Regions from separate parts of the Anas platyrhynchos genome. Here region 1 is linked to region 2. A link is a contact called in public Hi-C data. All regions are on one chromosome and are shown on one strand. Each heading gives the region's core, a stretch centred on a gene start, on an enhancer-like site or on the middle of the called end of the contact. The rest is flanking DNA. Distances are from core to core; before and after follow the strand shown.

The links. Hi-C and Micro-C count contacts between places; a contact is called where the count stands out from the background.
Region 1: a Hi-C map of liver shows a contact between it and region 2, with 2.6 times the contacts expected there. The contact joins two enhancer-like sites. A contact is called at or near these places in 3 of 8 Hi-C or Micro-C datasets (liver, skeletal muscle and subcutaneous adipose tissue).

What each region holds. Positions count from the first base shown.
Region 1 is chr18:8,884,038-8,886,737 of IASCAAS_PekinDuck_T2T, forward strand. BRD3 (bromodomain containing 3) reads left to right here. Exons shown (of 12, transcript XM_072025473.1): 7 at 504-632; 8 at 1,579-1,770; 9 at 2,591-2,700. Among named protein-coding and RNA genes, the nearest start is that of BRD3OS, 15 kb to the right of the region's middle. Within about 2 kb of position 1,349, at least 2 of the 8 cell types and tissues checked have an H3K27ac peak or open chromatin away from gene starts, as enhancers often do.
Region 2 is chr18:8,645,231-8,647,930 of IASCAAS_PekinDuck_T2T, forward strand. No RefSeq gene overlaps it. Among named protein-coding and RNA genes, the nearest start is that of COL5A1, 67 kb to the left of the region's middle. Within about 2 kb of position 1,306, at least 2 of the 8 cell types and tissues checked have an H3K27ac peak or open chromatin away from gene starts, as enhancers often do.

The DNA.
Region 1 (2,700 bases), core at 99-2,598, 240 kb after region 2:
CTTCTCTGCCCTTTCAGATTTAGAGGGTAAAAATACCCAAGCAGCATATAGAAATACATGCTGAAGGTAATCCTGGCATTGTAACGTTGTCTGTTGACTCCCTGCCCTTCAGTCTATGTTCTCTGCTTACATTAGTTTCTAATCCTGCAAACTCTTTCCCTGTCTGACTGCCTTTATTTTCTAGCAGAATGGGGGCCCTGACAAACTTACATAGTGCTGTTAAAGAAAACAACCCAAATTTAGAATCTTAAGAGCTTAAACTATTGTGGAAGTAGATCAGTTTGTTTAGTTGTCTGGCTTTTGTTTGCTTATTTTAAAAAGCAGAAACTCTAAATGTTATTTAGGAGCTAATAAGCCTGATCAAACTACTGTTCTCTTAGACAAATGTGATTTTTGAAGCTGTTCTGAGCCCTCTCCATGACGCACATCCTTCATGCAATTACTGTAAATGCTTTTTGCTTATGGCTTTTTCTCCCCTTTCCCTTTGGCTTGTTTGTTTGCAGAAAAAAATGGACAGTCGGGAATACCAGGATGCACAAGGTTTTGCAGCAGATATTCGGTTAATGTTCTCAAATTGTTACAAGTACAATCCTCCAGACCACGAAGTGGTAGCCATGGCCAGGAAGCTCCAGGTAAAGGTGTTGACAATTGCATCTTTCAGAGTACGTTTAGTACAGCTATACGGTGTCCATTCAGACATCCAAGCATGGATCTGCCCTTGGCACCATCAGGGGAGAGTCGGTGATAATTCCAGTCCTTGAAAAGGGCCTTTAGATACTCTCTGATGCAGAACTGTTGTGTTCTTCACGTGGCATGGCCCAATGCCATGCCTAAAATGTTATAATCATTGCTGTATAAAATAATGGGAGCATTTTCTTGGGTTTTCGGAATGTGTATGCCCCTCTGTACATGCACCTTGGAAAAACTGGGAGAAATTGTGCCAGAAATTGAGCTGAAAACTGTGCAATGTACAGCACTACAGCGAGTGCTTCAGTCTTTGGATAGGGTGTGGGGGATCCTGGCATTAAGACCAGCTGTGCAGTTGGTGTGCAGAGGCTGAGATTCCTCCCTGACCTTATGGAAGAGCTAAAGACCGATTTAGAAGTCTGCTGAGCTGGGGAGCAGCAAAGAGTGAAGCCAAACCTAGAGGGAAGTTGGTTAGAAAAGCCAGAATGGGTCAGATCCGTTTAGCCTAGTGCCCCTCTCTGGCAGAGGCTGGTGCAGACAAGATGCAGGAGCCTCCCAGGAAGCAGAGGGGTGAGAGCCCATCGCCCCTCCACAACCTTCCCAGCCACAAAAGGATCTCAGAGGGAGATTCAGTGACCTTCCTCTGCCTGCTCCTATCCCACTGCAAGACTGGTTTTGTCCTTGATGAGAGGAGGAACTATATCTTACTATGACGATTTCAACCCCTGCTCTAGAGTGCTCGCTGTATTTTGTTATTTACTGGTACAACCCCTTGTTCAGTGCAGGAGGACCCTGACCCGTGGTGGGGTGTCTGGTGGGTTTAAAAGACAAGAATGAGGTCTTTGTGGCCGAGGCTCCTTTGTCACCATTTTCCCCCCCTTTTTTTTGTAGGATGTCTTTGAGATGAGGTTTGCGAAGATGCCTGATGAGCCTGCAGAGGCCCCGCCACCTCCTCCTCCAACAGCACCAGTTGTGAGCAAAAGCACAGAAAGCAGCCACAGCAGCGAGGAGAGCTCCTCCGACTCAGACAGCTCAGACTCAGAAGAAGAGCGAGCGACTCGGCTGGCAGAGCTCCAGGAGCAGGTTATTGGAGTGGCCGAGCTGTGTGTATGTGTGTCTGTGCAGTAGAAAGGGCTTAGCAGAAATGTGTTTTTTTTTTCTTTCTTAAAAATCCCATCTAGTCTGTGATGCAGCAGAGTGATCTCCCCTTCTGCCAGCTCAAGGGGAAGAACTCCCAGCTGTGAAATAAGTGTACTTTTGATGTCATGGTAGTTTTCCTTGAGATAACCGTTCTCACGGATGGTGGTCTGTGCTTTCTGGGGATCCCAAAGTATTCAGCCATTGTGAACAGAGGGGCACACAATATTGGGGATCTGGGTAAGCAACGTGACCCCCATTTGGTGTGAGAGCTTGGGCACAATGACACCCGTCACAATCTTCCTGTGTGATATTTTCACCCTGTACCTCATCTACAGAAGCTGTTTTGGCTGTTACAAGCTCTGAGCCATGGCCTTTTTTATTATGCAGTGGTTGTAGGTACTACCTTAATGCAACAAAGCATTAATAAAATGGTTTATCTGGTGTCTCTAAGCAAGTTAATAGGAGACCCAAGAAGGGAATCTGGCATTTCAGAGTCCACATTGCCAGCACTCTAGACCAAACTATTAAGCTTAATTTTTATTTGCTACTGTAAAGCAAGAATTAAGTTTTCAGTTAGCTTCTGCACATTTGCACTGCCTTCTTTAAAGAACTTCAAGCAAAGCCTCTGAAGTCCAATCAGTCGACTGCTCAATCACTAACTTGGGGATATATTTATGTGTCCAGGGTACAGAGGAAGTGTATGTGGAGGCATCAGTTGTCTTGCCTCAAAGTCTGATCTATTTTTTCACTTTTCTCTCCTAAGCTAAAAGCTGTCCATGAGCAGTTAGCTGCATTGTCACAAGCACCAGTGAACAAACCAAAGAAAAAAAAAGAGAAGAAAGAAAAAGAGAAGAAAAAGAAAGACAAAGAGAA
Region 2 (2,700 bases), core at 56-2,555:
ATCCTAAATCCCTCTGGGGGATGGGGAGGAAATTGGGGTGGGAAGTGGGGCAACGTTGGACCTGAGGATGTCTGCAGGGCTGGGAAAAGCATTGCTCTGTGTCTGTACAGGGGGGTGCTCCCCGTGCACCCCAGGACAGGTTTTGGTGCCTGGAGCTGCTTGAATCAAGGGTTTCTGCCTTGTCTGAGGGACAGGGGGAGCACAAATCCCTCAGTAGCCCTCAGACCCATTTTATCCCCAGCTGAAGCCTCCCTCCGTGCAGAGGAGCCTGCAGAAACCCTGGCAGGGCAGGCACAGGAGGGGTCCTTCGGACCAAGAGCTCCTGCTTATCCCGCAGTGCTGGGCTTCAAAAAAAAAGAAACCCAAATCCCTTCTCGGTGCAAAGCCCAGCCCGGGACGGTTTGGGAGCAGGCTGCTGGAGGCATTTCCCCCTCTCCGAAGGGATCAGCAAGGCACAAGCAAGCCCAGGAAAGCAATAAAGAAAAAGTCCATCTGGTTGTCGCCCTTCTTCTGATTCATAATGTTAAATAAAATGCCAGAAACTGATCCTTTTTCTTTTTTTTTTTTTTCTTCCCTCAAACAGCCAGTAGGTCCTTCATATTTTCCCACTTACATCATCCAACATGGTTTGAATCTACAGTGACTGGTAAAGCCTCAAAGGCATAATTGCAGTTGTCTTAGGAAAGTGAAATCATATGGTGTTCCCAAGATCCCCTCCCCCTTGCTTTTTTTTTTTTTTTCTCCTTTTCTTTTCCTTCATTTTTTTTTTCCTTTTAATGTTTCTCGCTCAGCTTCCAGATGTTTCCTGAGGAAAAAAAGAAAAAGAAGCAAGGAGCAAAGCGGGGCGGAGAGGAGAGGAGAGGAGGGTGCTGTAGTGGAAAAGGCCACGTGGCAGCAAGAGCTCCCCAGCCAAAGGGGGGGGGGGAGCAGAAAAAGCTGCAGCCCGGCTCAGAGCAGCCCTGGGGCTGCGGGACCATGCTCTCTATCCCATCCCACCCCAGCCCTTCCCATCCCATCCCATCCCGCTGGGAACCAGCCCATCCCCTCCATCCCCTGTAGGGATACTGGAAGCCCCACAGCGGTCCTGAGCTAAGCAAGGCAGCGCTGAGCATCGCCCCGTGTGCTGGGAGGCTCCCCTGCCCTTTGCATATTTCTGGTGGTGCATGAGCCCCAAGCAGCCCGTTAGAGACCCAGCCCTGCTCGCTGACACCCCAGGAGCCCTCCTGTCCCTGCAAGCAGCCACCCTACAAGCAGGGACGCTCACCCCAGAGTTCAGGCCGGCACAGCCCAGGCATGGTTTCAATTAGGGCTGTGATTTACTGCCTTGGCTTGGAGGAGGGTAAGGCAGAGTGGCGGGGAGGTGCCTCCAAGCCTGCCTTCTGTGCCGAGCTCCCTGTCCTTGGGGAAAGGGGAGAAGGGGTCACACCCCGCTCAAAACGCCTCCGGCCCCCTGCACGACCCCTCCTGCTCCGGGGGCCAGCCTCAGGGGACCCCACGGTGACACCCCTCGACCCAGGGGCCAGGCAAGGAATAAGCCAGACATGGCCCAAGACAAATTAATTGAGCACTTCCGAGGGACGAGGGAGCCCTCCGCTAACAGCTTGGGAGGGGTGGGAAGGGATGCGGCCAGCCAAGGATTGTTGAGAGGCTGGGTCAAAACTCCTCTCTGAGTCAACATAAAGACCTCAAAGTTAAGTCTCCTCCAATGTCTTCAGAGCATCAAACTCCTAAAAATGAGGGGGTGGCTCCCAGCCTCCTGCAGGGAGTGCAAATGCAGCTCACCCAAAGCCATCCCCCATGTCCTGCCCCTGCTGGAGAGGAGGCAGGAGCCGAAGCTGCAGCCCCCCAGGTCTATTTTATTTTATTTTATTTTTTGTTTTAGATTTGTTCGAGTTGTTTTAGAAACGGCAGCGAGAGCAAAGCATCTCCCTGACCAGAACAGGCAATAGGCTGAAGGATTTTTTTCAGTTGTGTAAGATTTTACCCAGGACAGGCACACCAAATTTAATTTGCAGGGGATCACTGCTGATGTGCACGGCACCGAGGCTCGCGTTTCATCCCACGGGCAGTGCTCGAGGGCCCTGCTCTCCCCCCAGCACAACTTACTATTCCCAGCGGGGTGGAAATCTGCCTCCACCCAGGGCAAGAATGAGACCTGGCTGGAGAAGCAAAGGGAGGAAGGGAAGTCTGCCATCTGAAGGGCTTGCTTGAGTTTCTGGACAGCCTGAGCTGCTGCTTCTCAGTGAGGCCAGCCAGATATGAACGTCGCCAGCCAGTGCCCAGCTTGGCACCAAAGCCTGCCCGCATCACCTTCCCCATCCAGCGGAGCTGCTGCTCCCTTGGAAGCGACCACTTCTGCCCACACACCCTGCAGCTCCCCGAGCAGCTCCGACCATTGAAAAAGACAAGAACGGAGAGAGGAGGAAAGGACGAACGCGTCCGGTGCTGAGGGCGGGGAGCTGCACAGTCACAGAGGCATCACCAGCAACCCTCTGTGCAACACATTCATCAGGTTTTAGCAGCAGTTCCCCCCCAAAAAAACCCACTGCTCTCTCCCCCACCCCACTCAGGACATTTTTGGGGCAGCCAGATTTGTGGTTTTTTTTTTTTTCCCCCCAGGGAGGTGACCGGGGAGGACAGAGCTGGGGACAAGGATTTTTTTTTTTTAGGGTGGGGGACACCCAAGTGATGGGTGCAGGA